2 separate regions of the Mus musculus genome follow, and region 1 is linked to region 2. A link is a contact called in public HiChIP or PLAC-seq data. All regions are on one chromosome and are shown on one strand. The core of a region is the stretch at or near the end of the contact, and the rest is flanking DNA. Distances in the headings are between cores, read along the strand shown. Region 1 holds the start of Col11a1 (collagen, type XI, alpha 1). Region 2 has its middle 170 kb from the start of Rnpc3.

Evidence for each region. HiChIP or PLAC-seq counts read pairs in DNA pulled down with a chosen protein or histone mark.
Region 1: an H3K27ac HiChIP or PLAC-seq map of oligodendrocyte precursor cells shows a contact between it and region 2, with 2.5 times the contacts expected there. The contact joins the promoter of Col11a1 here to the enhancer-like site in region 2. A contact is called at or near these places in 5 of 39 promoter capture datasets (the 3T3-L1 cell line, 3T3-L1-derived adipocytes, the HPC-7 cell line and 1 more), 1 of 15 datasets of contacts at CTCF or cohesin (the NIH/3T3 cell line) and 3 of 115 datasets of contacts at active chromatin or transcription factors (embryonic forebrain, neural progenitor cells and oligodendrocyte precursor cells).

Annotation. Positions count from the first base shown.
Region 1 is chr3:114,028,100-114,033,942 of GRCm38.p6, reverse strand. Col11a1 (collagen, type XI, alpha 1) reads right to left here and starts at 3,403. Exons shown (of 67, transcript NM_007729.3): 1 at 2,940-3,403. The coding sequence starts at 3,042.
Region 2 is chr3:113,793,027-113,799,198 of GRCm38.p6, reverse strand. No RefSeq gene overlaps it. Among named protein-coding and RNA genes, the nearest start is that of Rnpc3, 170 kb to the right of the region's middle. Within about 2 kb of position 2,593, at least 4 of the 459 cell types and tissues checked have an H3K27ac peak or open chromatin away from gene starts, as enhancers often do. A contact at or near this core is called in oligodendrocyte precursor cells, where this site is marked.

The DNA of each region.
Region 1 (5,843 bases), core at 2,154-4,653, 230 kb before region 2:
TTTAGCCAGGTACTGTGTGATTTCAAACTCACACAATAAAATATGTATTTGAACACAGGCATAACTCAGTCACTGTAAATTTCACATACATCCCAGGCCCTGTTTATAGTAAGTTCTGAACTAATTATGCACACACTTAATCCCTGAATTCCTGAGGTGAAGCATAGGCAAATATATCAAACATAAAACAGAAATTAATGTCAATGAATACTCATTAAATAACAGCATTTCTCAGCCTCTCTCTCTCTCTCTCCCACTCCCCCTCCATTCCTCCCTCCCCTGCCCCCCTCCCGCCGTGTGTGTGTGTGTGTGTGTGTGTGTGTGTGTGTGTGATTGTATGTGAAATCATAGTAGAGACTGTGTGTTGGAGACTTTCAAGTTACTTTAGATTCTCAAAGTCAAATAATATGTGAAGTCAACAGTCAACTTCATTAATCCATTCTCTTCAAAAAAAACTCCACAAAAACTTCTTGTATATATTGTTTTTAGAGTCTAATTTTATTATGAAAACATTATGAAACATTCTACAAAGTTTATAATAGTGTTTTAATTTTATATGAAAACCAGCCCATTTTAAATGTTCTTTTGTTTAAGTCACTGAAGCATACGTACACATCTTTGGGAAATCTATTAAGTCAGTATAATACTAGAATAAGATACCTGCTTTAGAAAGCCATGTTAATTTTACTCAGCCCTTTAGCTACATTCCTAAATGCTAGAGACAAAGTTAGTTTCTCCTTCTGTGGTGACTGGGGAGTTGAGAGGGTGTTTCTTTTTTAAGTATTTATTTACTATTATTTCTTTTATGAATTTTAATAGGTTTAAAGAATGAAGGTCTACAAGATTGAATTAATAAAACAGTAGTTTTCCACTATGTAGTGAGTACCTGCCAACTTCATTAAAATAAGCACCCAAATCTTGCCATGAAGTTATTTAATGACTTACACTATTTTCAAAATATTTCATTAGAAATAGCATGATCTGGTGCTTCACCTTTTCACATGCTCTTTAGTTTTATACAATAGGAAACATAATTTTGTGCAATGGATGTGATGTAGTACTGAGATATTTGCTGAAAGTGTTTCGGATGTGTTGTTAAGATTTCACATAGAAAATTAGAGCCTAAAACCATGGAAATCTGATTGACTTGAAATCCCAGTGTGGAAAAGCAAAAAAAATATCTCAAGGCAGAAAAGGCATTCAGGTCACCTGTGTAGGGTGATCACTGCAGAATGTCTCAGATTCTGTGCTTCTAAATGACTGTCACTAGGATATTCACGTCTACATGTGTATGTGGACAAGCTGGGGAGACAGCAATCTATTCTTCCTTAGGCAAGTAACATTTTTTTCAGTATCACTAAGTAATAGACTTTCCCTTGCTGAAGAAAACCAGCAGAGGGCAGAACTGCTGCCCAAACTGCCCAACCCAAAAGAGGACAGAATACCAAAAAGTAAACTGCCAATTTTTGAGGTAGTCTACTTTCAAAGATGCTTATATTTATCATTGAAACGAATCAACGTAAGTAGCCTCAATCATTGCAAAAAAAAAAAAAAATCGAATTGAGCCCCACTGTGGCCTAGGGTCACCAGAGCTCATCACAGAATGAATGAGAAGCCGCCTGTTCCTGGCGAGTGTGAAGCCCCTAAGAATCAGACCCTAGGGCTGCCCCCCTGAAGTGCTAACTCAATTTAGGGAACGCTCAGATATGTGCAACAAGACCAAAGGCCAGGCTCAGGTTTCTACGAAACCTGTGCTTTCAGAGTTGGGTTGGCATTTCCAACCCCATTCTCTCCTCTCCTCTCTATTCCCCGCTTCTCTCTGCAGTCCTGACAAAGCTTGTTTTCTACTGTGAATTGCTCAGGCTCACCAACTCAAAGGGCTTTCTCCTGCCAGCCGAGTCTACAGCACCTAAGGGACCGCTGCAGCCAGATGCCTTTTCGGGAAAGGGCGGGGGCGGGGGAGGGAGGAGGCAAGCGGAGGGAGGAGTGAAGTCGCTCTCCCTCCTCCGGTACTGACAGGGCTACAGTCAGCTACACAGGTCTGGCCATTCAATATTTGGTAGTGCCACGTAGGAACTTTTCCTTACCTTCCCCCTCCTATCCCAGGCCCCCTCCTCTTCCTCCCTATCCCTAGTCGTCTGCCCACCACCCCATTTGCTTGGAGACTTTCCTCGCCCTCCAAGAGAGTTGTAGGTCCAACCTGCAAGAATAAGCTGTTTGGAGGGGACAAGGGATGAGCGAGGATGAGGGTGTCACGGAGAGGAGGGGGGTAATCATCAGGAGAAACTGCCCCCCCCCCTTCTGCCCCGAGCACTCCTGAACTCCACTTTATCGTCTGGGAAATGTGTTCCTCTGAGAACATTTCAAAATGCCACACACAAAGTGCTCTCAATCTTCTAGCTTCATCCCCGCTGGTTTCTCTTATATCCTCCAAAGTAAAAACAGCCCGTTTTTCACTTCCTTGCAGACAAAGAAGTTTATCACAGTTCACTTTATACTCTTTCTCAGTATTTTCTCCTCAGGTCACCCTTCAAAAGATATCTCCTTTAGAACCCGAAGAAACCCAAAGATTGGTTCAAAGGACCGAGGACTCTGAGTAAAGACTGTTCTTGAAACAAAAGCTTTGTACCACTGCCTTCCTGTTCAAGGTAATTTTTTTTTTCTTTTTGCAAAGAAAATGAGAAGGGATGATGGGCTTTCTCAGCCTGCCCGGTGCCTGACAGATCTTTTAATCCTGCCACCTACCTCCTAGCCCATTACTGTCCCGCCTACATCCATCTCCCTGTCTCTCCAGTTTCCACACTTAACCCGGTAGCAACTACAATCTGGATTTTATTTAAAAGAAGTGGGGAGACGACAAGGGAGAAGAGCACACACAAAAAAGAAGAAAGCCGGGTGGCAATGTCCCACCTCCCCAAACTTTTTTTTTTCCTCCTTACCTCCTCTGACCTCTCTAGCTTGGAAGAGAAAAGTCAAGGCGAGGGTTGAGATGGTGAGATCCCAGATCCACCGTTTCGTTTTCCACCTGGACCAGGGCTCCATCTCCAAGCCCCACGCTCACGACTGTGAACCCACGAAATTGCCACTGCAGACCAACTTTGTCCCTTCCAAGGTGTCGCCTACGTTCGCTACACAGCCATCCGGAAGGGAAAGGGAGTAAAAAAAAAAAAAGTCAAAGGGCTCTAATTTTTTTTTTTCCAATTTGATGGTTTGCTTCCTTCCTGTCTCTCGCCCCCTCCTCTCCCTTTGGGGTGGCCCGCAGGAGACTGCGACCCCGGGACCCGTCCTACGCCTGACCCTGCCTTCAGACTGAGGGCAGATGAAGGGTTTCAAGAAAAAAAGCCGAAAGCACTGAGCACCCCTAAAGGCTTCATGCTGTGGGTGGGCTGGACAAGAGGCTCGCGCAGCCCCCTCCTCCGCCCACTCCTCCCGCCTCCTGTGTGCCCGAGAAACTGACAAGCCGACTGAAGGTCATACCCAATCACAGGCCTCCCCGCAGCCTTGAACCCGCCCAGTCTCTCCCTGGAGGATCCAGACTTCTGTGCAGGCCCAGCCCACCAGCCACCCTTCATCTTCCCTCTCCTTCCCCCCCTCCTCAAATCCCCTGAAAAGAAATGGGAGGGAGTTAGGCGGGACCAAAGCTGGACTCCTGCACTTTGGGAATGAAAGGAATTGCAGGACAGCCCCGCAGCACACGGGACGTTCGAGTAGCTTCTGTATTCAATAAAAACCAAGCACTCTGCTCGCACCAGTCCGGGAGCCCCCCCCCCCTTTCTTCGGAGGTGGGAGGGGAAAGAGGGGAGAAGACCAGCATGTTCACTGGCCCCACGGCTGGAGTCCTGGACTGGCAGCGGTAATTTTATCCATCTCCAAAAACCTTGCTTCCTAAGGCAGCCATGGAATCAGGAACCAGTGGGCTCTGTGCTGCCTGCATCCAAAAGTGTTTTACTAATATTTTTAAACTAGAGACTAACGAAGGTGGCATGAAGGAACTCTAAAGATCAAAATCCTCATCTTGTAGGCAAAATCTAGTTGGTGAGATGAAAGTTAAGCTTCTCAAATGTTCAAAGACTGCCCAGAGCTCACTGAGGGGCTTGTCTGCAAGAAAAGAGGAAAGACCAAGAACCCATAGCAGTAGAAACTAAGGGAATCAGTCACTTGCTTTTCCAGCAAATCCTGATACTGGATGAAAGGGAGAAGCAGGGAATAGAGAAGGACAGGAAAGCTGCCTGCAGAATTCTCCAACCAATCCAGTCAGTTTCTTTACTGGCCTGGCCTGGCCCTGAGCCTTGGGGCTGAAAACGTGGTCACTCCACTAGCAAAGTCTAACAAGAGGGAAGTGGTTCTAAGAAACCCATCTCCTCCTCAGTGTATCTCTTAAATCTATACATTTGATTCCCTGGTCAGTTTTCTGCATATTTGAATTCCTCCATCCTCCTGATTGGTCTTTTGTGTTTTAAATCATTTCTGAAACGTGTCTCTCCCACAGTGAGTGCCATGTCCAATGTCCAGCAATGGACAGAAGTAGGAAGTGTCCAACAGGGTACCAGCATACATTACCCACTCCATAGAGAAGCTTTGAAGGAACACGTTCATTTTCTCTACCAACACAGAGACTAGAAGGCAGGACTTACTGTTAGCATTTCAGTCATATCAGTGCTTAAGGGCCTTCAATTAGGCTTATCAAGCGTGCACGTTCAAGTCTTTATTTGATGCTAAGCTTTAAACCATGGGGTCTTTTCTAAATGATCCGTTAAGACATGACTAATTGGACTATATAAAATGTCTTCATATGGTTTAATAGTTGGCAAACTAGCTGGAAATTGATAAAAAATCAGAAGTAGAATATACTAAAAGCAACTAGAAATATTTCTACATAAATGTTATTCTCTGCACCAAAGAACGATTTCCTAATCATAAAGTTTCTTTGGGATTACAGTCTAAAACACAAACAAACAAACAAACAAACAAAAAGACCTATTTATTTCTTGAAATGAGGCCAGCAGAATGTTTGAGATGCCATTTATAAGAGAAATAGGGCCAACTAGCTCTTCAATCTATTAACATATTTTACCAATATAGTTTACCAACATATTGTATTTGAACCTGGAATGTCTAAATACAAATTAAAGATCTTACATTTGAAATATAAGTAATTCAACACCTTTGTTATGCCTCTTACTTTCAGGTGGAAATTGTGTATGTATTTGTGGCTTCGCCTATACTTGCCTTTTCTGTCCAATTCTCTCTGCATGTAAAAATCATTTTCTAGGTCCTTACTTAAACATAAAATGTGAAATGAATACATATTAATTTAGGAATACTTACTTGTGAGCTGGCCAGTGACAGAGCTTACAGCAACATATCTAGTGTTCTAAATTATTTTCCCCTCACTCTCCTGTATACTGAGAGCTCTGTGGCATGTATGGTCCTATTCTAGGTGAGAAGGATCCAGGCACTGCCTTCTGCTCACATCTCAGACCTCATTGCTTGTGAAAGGGTTCTTTCAGGCAAAAATGTCTTGAGTGAATAGAGTTATTGCTGTCTTACACGTCTGTACTCTGTGGTTTGAATTCCTCTGGCCTTTACCCAACTAGGCACAACCTGGGTCTGAATTAATGCCTCTGGAAGGAAGCATACTGGAATCACAGTGAGGTGTAATTATGCCTAACCTCTCTAGCCTGTAGCTGACTGTCAGATGGTGTATCTCCCAGAAACCTGGTCATGGACTTTCAGATGAACTGAATGAAAGAATGGATAAAAGGAGCAAACATGAAGAAACCAACCAAATCGAGGGATCCATCCAAGCTGCCTTCAGCTTCACACTAGGGAACATCCAGTAG
Region 2 (6,172 bases), core at 1,344-3,843:
AGCATTTGAAATGTAAATGAAGAAAATATCTGATACAAATTGAAAAAAAAAAGAAAATACTGACCATGAGGCAGTGAATCTGGTATTTCTTTCTTATTTACTTGTAAATAATTTCTCTTCTATTGTTTTTACCTCAGAAAAAGATCAAAGACAATAATAAAGAATAAAATGTCCCTGTGAACCTCTGACTATTAGGATGTAAACATCTAAGTAAGGAGCATCTCAAATTAAGGAATATATATATATATATATATATATATATATATATATATATATATGTAATTTAAATGTTGTCAGCATGAAAACTGGTAAATTAGTGGGTGACAATCATGTATGTCACTTGGTTGGTCTCAATCTTTCCAGAATGTGTACATCGATCAAAACATCACATTGCATCTTATATATTTCGATTATCATCTTACAATTCAAATAATATACAAGCACAAATTAAGAAAAAACAAGTACTATTGATTAATGTCCTTTGTAATTAGCATAGTATATAATATCTTATTATATCCTGAGTTTATATTTATAAGCTAATGAAATGTTTTCTGTTTCTGAATGACTACTGAGACTGAACTCTGGAATATATTTTATAAATTGTATTATAATATTTTTTAATTTGTACTAGCCACATTTTGAGAAATATAACAGATACACATGATTAGAAGCAACTATAAGTATTTAGACTTATAAATTTGAAATGGCTGGATTTCCTCAAAAATAATTAGAGAAAGCAGGAAACAAAGTGATAACAAACTGATAGCAATTCTAAAACTCACTTCCAAGTTGTCCAGCAAACAAGAGTCTATAGAGGGAATTAGTGCACATGTATTTCTAGATGGATATATATAAGAGAATGTACAGAGATGCTGCACCTTTCAATACTGCTATTCAAGAAACAGAAGCTTGAAGATATCTGAGTTGGACACCAGCCCTGTTTATATAGTGAAGAATAGGCCAGCTAAGATACATAGCAAGACTCCTTTACAAAACAAAAACCAAAATAAGGAAGGAGAATACAGAAGTCAATAGGGACCACAGATTCTCTGAACATAACTTCACAGAAGCTACAACAGTGTCTAAAATAGCTTAATAGGGAAGACAAAAGCAAGTCTTTGAGCTTGTTTTTTTGTTTGTTTGTTTGTTTGTTTATTTTGTTTTGCTTCGTTTTGTTTTCTTGATCAAGGACCAGCTAAATCCAGAATTCTTTACAGCCTTCAACACGGAATATTGCTCTCTTGTGGATTCTGTCTCTGTTTCTATCTCTCTCTGTTTGTCTCTGTCTCTCTGTGTGTGTCTCTCTATGTCCCTCTGTCTCTTTCCCCCTTTCTCTGTCTGTTCCTCTCTAGGTTTCTCTGTCTCTGTCTCCTTCTGTCCCTCACTCACTCCCCATCCACCTCTCTCGGTGTCCTCTGAGTATGTGTGTGTGTGTGTGTGTGTGTGTGTGTACACATGTGTGTTTGTATCCTATCTGTTGATGGAGATCAATGGGTTTCTGCATGCTAGATAAATATTCTAGCAGTCTATCATTTACTTCTGAGCCTGATTTCTCAGTTCTGTTTAAACTTCTGCACTATAATATGTAAAGTTTTGTACTTCCTTTTAATATATTTTAAGATTATTTTATGTAATGTAGCAAAATTTAAATGACCAAAATATTTGCTTTGTTTAAAACTGTGATGATCAATTCCGATTTTAGACTTGGGAAGATCTAGAATCAGTGAAAAGACAAGCACCTTAGGATGTCCGAGAAAGATAGTTTATATTAGTTTAATTGTAGTGGGAAATCCACCCCAAATGTGGAAGCACAGTACTAGAGCCAGGGTTCCTGATGAACATTAAAGGAGAAAGCAGGCAGAGTCCCAGCATCCATCAGTCTGTTTCCTGACTATGGACGTAGTGTGATCGCAGCCTTCTGCTTCTGTAGCCATCCCTTCTCTTCTTTAATGGACTTCATTTCCTGAAGCTGTGGTCCAAGTTTAAGTTTTCCTTCCTTCCTTTTCCTTGCCATATATTTTGTCTCACAGATTTTTAAATAAAAAATAACCACTAAATTTTTCAGAGCAATTTGTTTCGGTTATTTTTATATATCCTTATGATACCATCACAAAATTAAAACAGTTTATGCTCAATATTGATGGCTCAAACATCATATAATAAAAAGAAACAAATGAGCTTGTTTTTAAATGAACTATTTTCTCATGATAAACCTAATCTGGGATAGGTATGGATGTTTTTCCTTTTTTTTTTTTTTTTTTCCTGTATACGTGACTTGTCCCAAGTGTAGAAACTCATACTTTTTTCTTTCATTAAAAATAAACTAAACCATTAGTGAGTGAGTCTTGCAGTTACCCTTACATGCTATTTTACATTTTACCTTGAATAGGTCTTCTATAATGATTTATTTATTAGTTTTTTCAGTTGATTCCTGTTTTCACACATTGCACTGAATTATTTCCTTGCAAAGTCCTGAAAGGAATCATACAAATGCAGCCATCCCCAAACATTTGCTGAATGCAGCTGGCCTCGGGTGACATAGACTAGCTTCCCAGAACCCACACACACTCACCTATATTCACAGCTCATGTGTAAATGAATGGAGCTTTTCACAACAGTAGAGAGGGACCTGTGCTCACTTTGAAAGAACTGTTGTACCATGTATACATATTCTACCACATTTACCATCTTTATTTGTCTAGCACAAATCTTTCTGTCCAAAGCTTTGCTACATTTAGACTCTTATTCATTATTCACTATTCAACATTCACTTTTTTCTGGGAAATGATAGGAGTTTGAATATTTAACTTGCCCTCCTATAAAAATAAACAGCATGGTTAGCACCCTCCTAGACAAGCTAAAAGCAGCAATTGAAATAGTCGAATCTGATAGTTGAATTCATAATTCATTTATTTGAATATATGGTTTTGAGACTCTTGAATCTGAGTCATGTATTCATTATAAAAATTTTTGTTGGCCTAAGTTTTTAATATGAAGAGAGTTGACATATATAATGCTATAATAACTGATAGAAATAAATTTTTACACAATAGGTACATGTAGAGATGTACATTTCAGAAAATATAGATGTGATAGATTTTTCTTTTTATAGAATTTGATCATGTATTTCATCACATACATGCATGTAGATTCATTTTTATTATGTTTTGTTATTTAATACATTTTTAAATTTAAACATATTTTTTCATAGTCTTACCCTCCTCTAAGTCGTCCTCTCCCCTCCCAAAGAATGTAACTTTGTGTTATTTTTCTAAAAAATAAAATAAAATCCCAATACAAGTCCCTCCAGAACCACAAAACTATAACCAAATAAATATATATACATGAAGAGAGAGAGAGAGAGAGAGAGAGAGAGAGAGAGAGAGAGAGAGAGAGAGAGAGGGAGGGAGGGAGAGGGAGAGGGAGAGAGAGAGAGAGAAATACTATGAAGTTCATAATAGGTTAGTCTATTTTTCTTGAATATGATCTCTGCCCAAGAGTGGTTGCCCCAGTACAGGAGAACACTAGAGCCAAGAAGTAGGAGTGGGTGGATAGGGGAGCAGGGGCGGGGGAGGGTATAGGGGACTTTTCAGATAGCATTTGATGTGTAAATGAAAAAATATCTCATAAAAATTTTAAAAAGAAAAGAGTGGTTGATATACCTAGTATCACTCCATTGGAGAAAACTTATTTTCCTTCTTTAAACAGTATAATATCTATTTAGTTTCTAATAATAATAAGGCAATAATGATTCAAAAGCATGAATCTGTCAGGCCGGACAGATTAATTCAAGCAGTGGCAAAGTTACTATGACATACTATAAAAGATTCTACTATGACCCAATGAGCAAGTGGATCCATAAAATTATTTACCATATAAAATATATGCTTGGAAAAATACACATGAAAATTAAATTAAATTAAATTATACTAATTTTCTTTTTAAAGATGCCCTACTTTCACTGTGATTCTGTTTTTGCTTTGGCCATGTGTAGAAAGAGAAAAACCTTCACTGCATTTCACTGAAGAAAGAATTGTATGTAGAGTATGTTGTAATTTTACCACTTCCACTCTCCAAACAGGTAAAACAGAAATGAATAACATTTATATTACCTATGACTTCAAGCCACAATTTTCCCAATTACACCATTGCTAAGTGAAACTATTTAATTTATTTTCCTCAATCTTTATTAAAAATATATATAAGAAAAGTACCTTCCTGGGTTGAAGAGTGTCACAAGATTTTCCCTGTTCAATTGCATTAATACAGAGGAGGTCTGTGATTGGACAGGGAGAAGGGAGGTGAATCAAAGAGTTGCAGAAAGAGGGAGAAGGAGATAGAAAGGTCTCAGGAGGGGAAAACCAGTATGGAGGCCAATATGGTGCTATCAAAATGTTAGAATAATTGGGTTAAAGCTGTATCATTATCAATTGGCTCTGAAATCATTGTATTAACATCATCTAAACTGTGTTATTATTGATACATAAATCTATTTGTCTAATTAAGCATTAAGAGTCTTGATTTTACTAGATAATTAAGTGTTGAGATGGCTAACCAGGGGGTAAGTGGGGCATTGCATGGAAGCGAGAAGAACTCGGGGGCCATCCTAGAAATGGCCTGGCAGGAGCCCTGTGGCCTCAAGGGGCTGGAGAGTTAGCAGGCCGAGAGATCAAGCGAATGAGATCACCTGGCACAGGGGCTAGCTCCAGAGAGTTGGCGGTGGCAGGAGCACGGGAGCATGACCTGGCCCCGCTGAGAGTTGGTGGAATCATTTTTTAATATTTCTCTCAACAGAAGAGAATGAAACATCCTAAGGAACATTTGGCATAGTGCATGTATCCAACTATAAGAGATTATAGCGGTTATGAAAACAAAACTTTGCTTCTGAAATTGGAATCCTAACAAATATAGTTCAAATACAGGACACTTACAGACATATCTTATTGGAAACAGTCACAGGAGAAGAAGTGATGAGCAGTGGAGAGACTATAACAATAGCCACTATTGTGACACAGACTCTCATCTTTCCATGATGTGCCACAGTCTTTTGTTGCCATTCTAAGGCTTTAGTAACTGTCTTAATTTACTTACAATTAATGCTGGGAAAGGCCGAAGGAGAGATCATCTGAACGGCAAGTTTATTCTGCCTTATAATCGTTATGCTAGATGCAATCTACTGTGAAGAAATCTGACCCTCCCCCAAACATTATGATCCATTGCTCCTGCCAATAATAATTCCATTTATATTCCCTTCTGCCAGAATCCATTAAGTAAAAGTTATAGTTTTAAGGGAAGTTATGATTGTCTTAAGTCTTCTGATAGAAAGAAATGTGCATTTTCAAAAAACAGCCTGACATCATAAAGCTTACAGTTATGTGGGGAAAACTAGAGATTATGCAAAATGTGTAAAGACAAACAAGGTCTGACACACAGCATCCTATCTACAGGTGCCAGCCCTGTAGTGTGGAGGAGCTGACAGTCAGTACTGAAGGTAGACATATTAGTTTAGGAACATCGATATCAAGAGGCAGCAGTAATACTTTATAATATTACTTTTTAATTTTTTATTTTATTTTATTTTAATTAGGTATTTTCTTCATTTACATTTCCAATGCTATCCCAAAAGCCCCCTATACCCTCCCCTCCTCCCCTACCCACCCACTCCCACTTCTTGGTCCTGGCATTCCCCTGTACTGAGACATATAAAGTTTGCAAGACCAATGGGCCTCTCTTTTCACTGATGGCCAACTAGGCCATCTTCTGATACATATGCAGCTAGAGACACAAGCTCCGGGAGGTACTGGTTAGTTCATATTGTTGTTCCACCCATAGGGTTGCAGATCCCTTTAGCTCCTTGGGTACTTTCTCTAGCTTCTCCATTGGGGGCCCTGTGATTCATCCAATAGCTGACTGTGAACATCCACTTCTGTGTTTGCTAGGCCCAGGCATAGCCTCACAAGAGACAGCTATATCAGGGTCCTTTCAGCAAAATCTTGCTAGTGTATGCAATGGTATCTGCATTTGGCGGCTGATTATGGGATGGATCCCCAGATATGGCAGTCTCTAGATGGTCCATCCTTTTGTCTCAGCTCCAAATTTTGTCTCTGTAACTCCTTACATGGGTGTTTTGTTCCCAATTCTAAGAAGGGGCAAAGTGTCCACACTTTGGTCT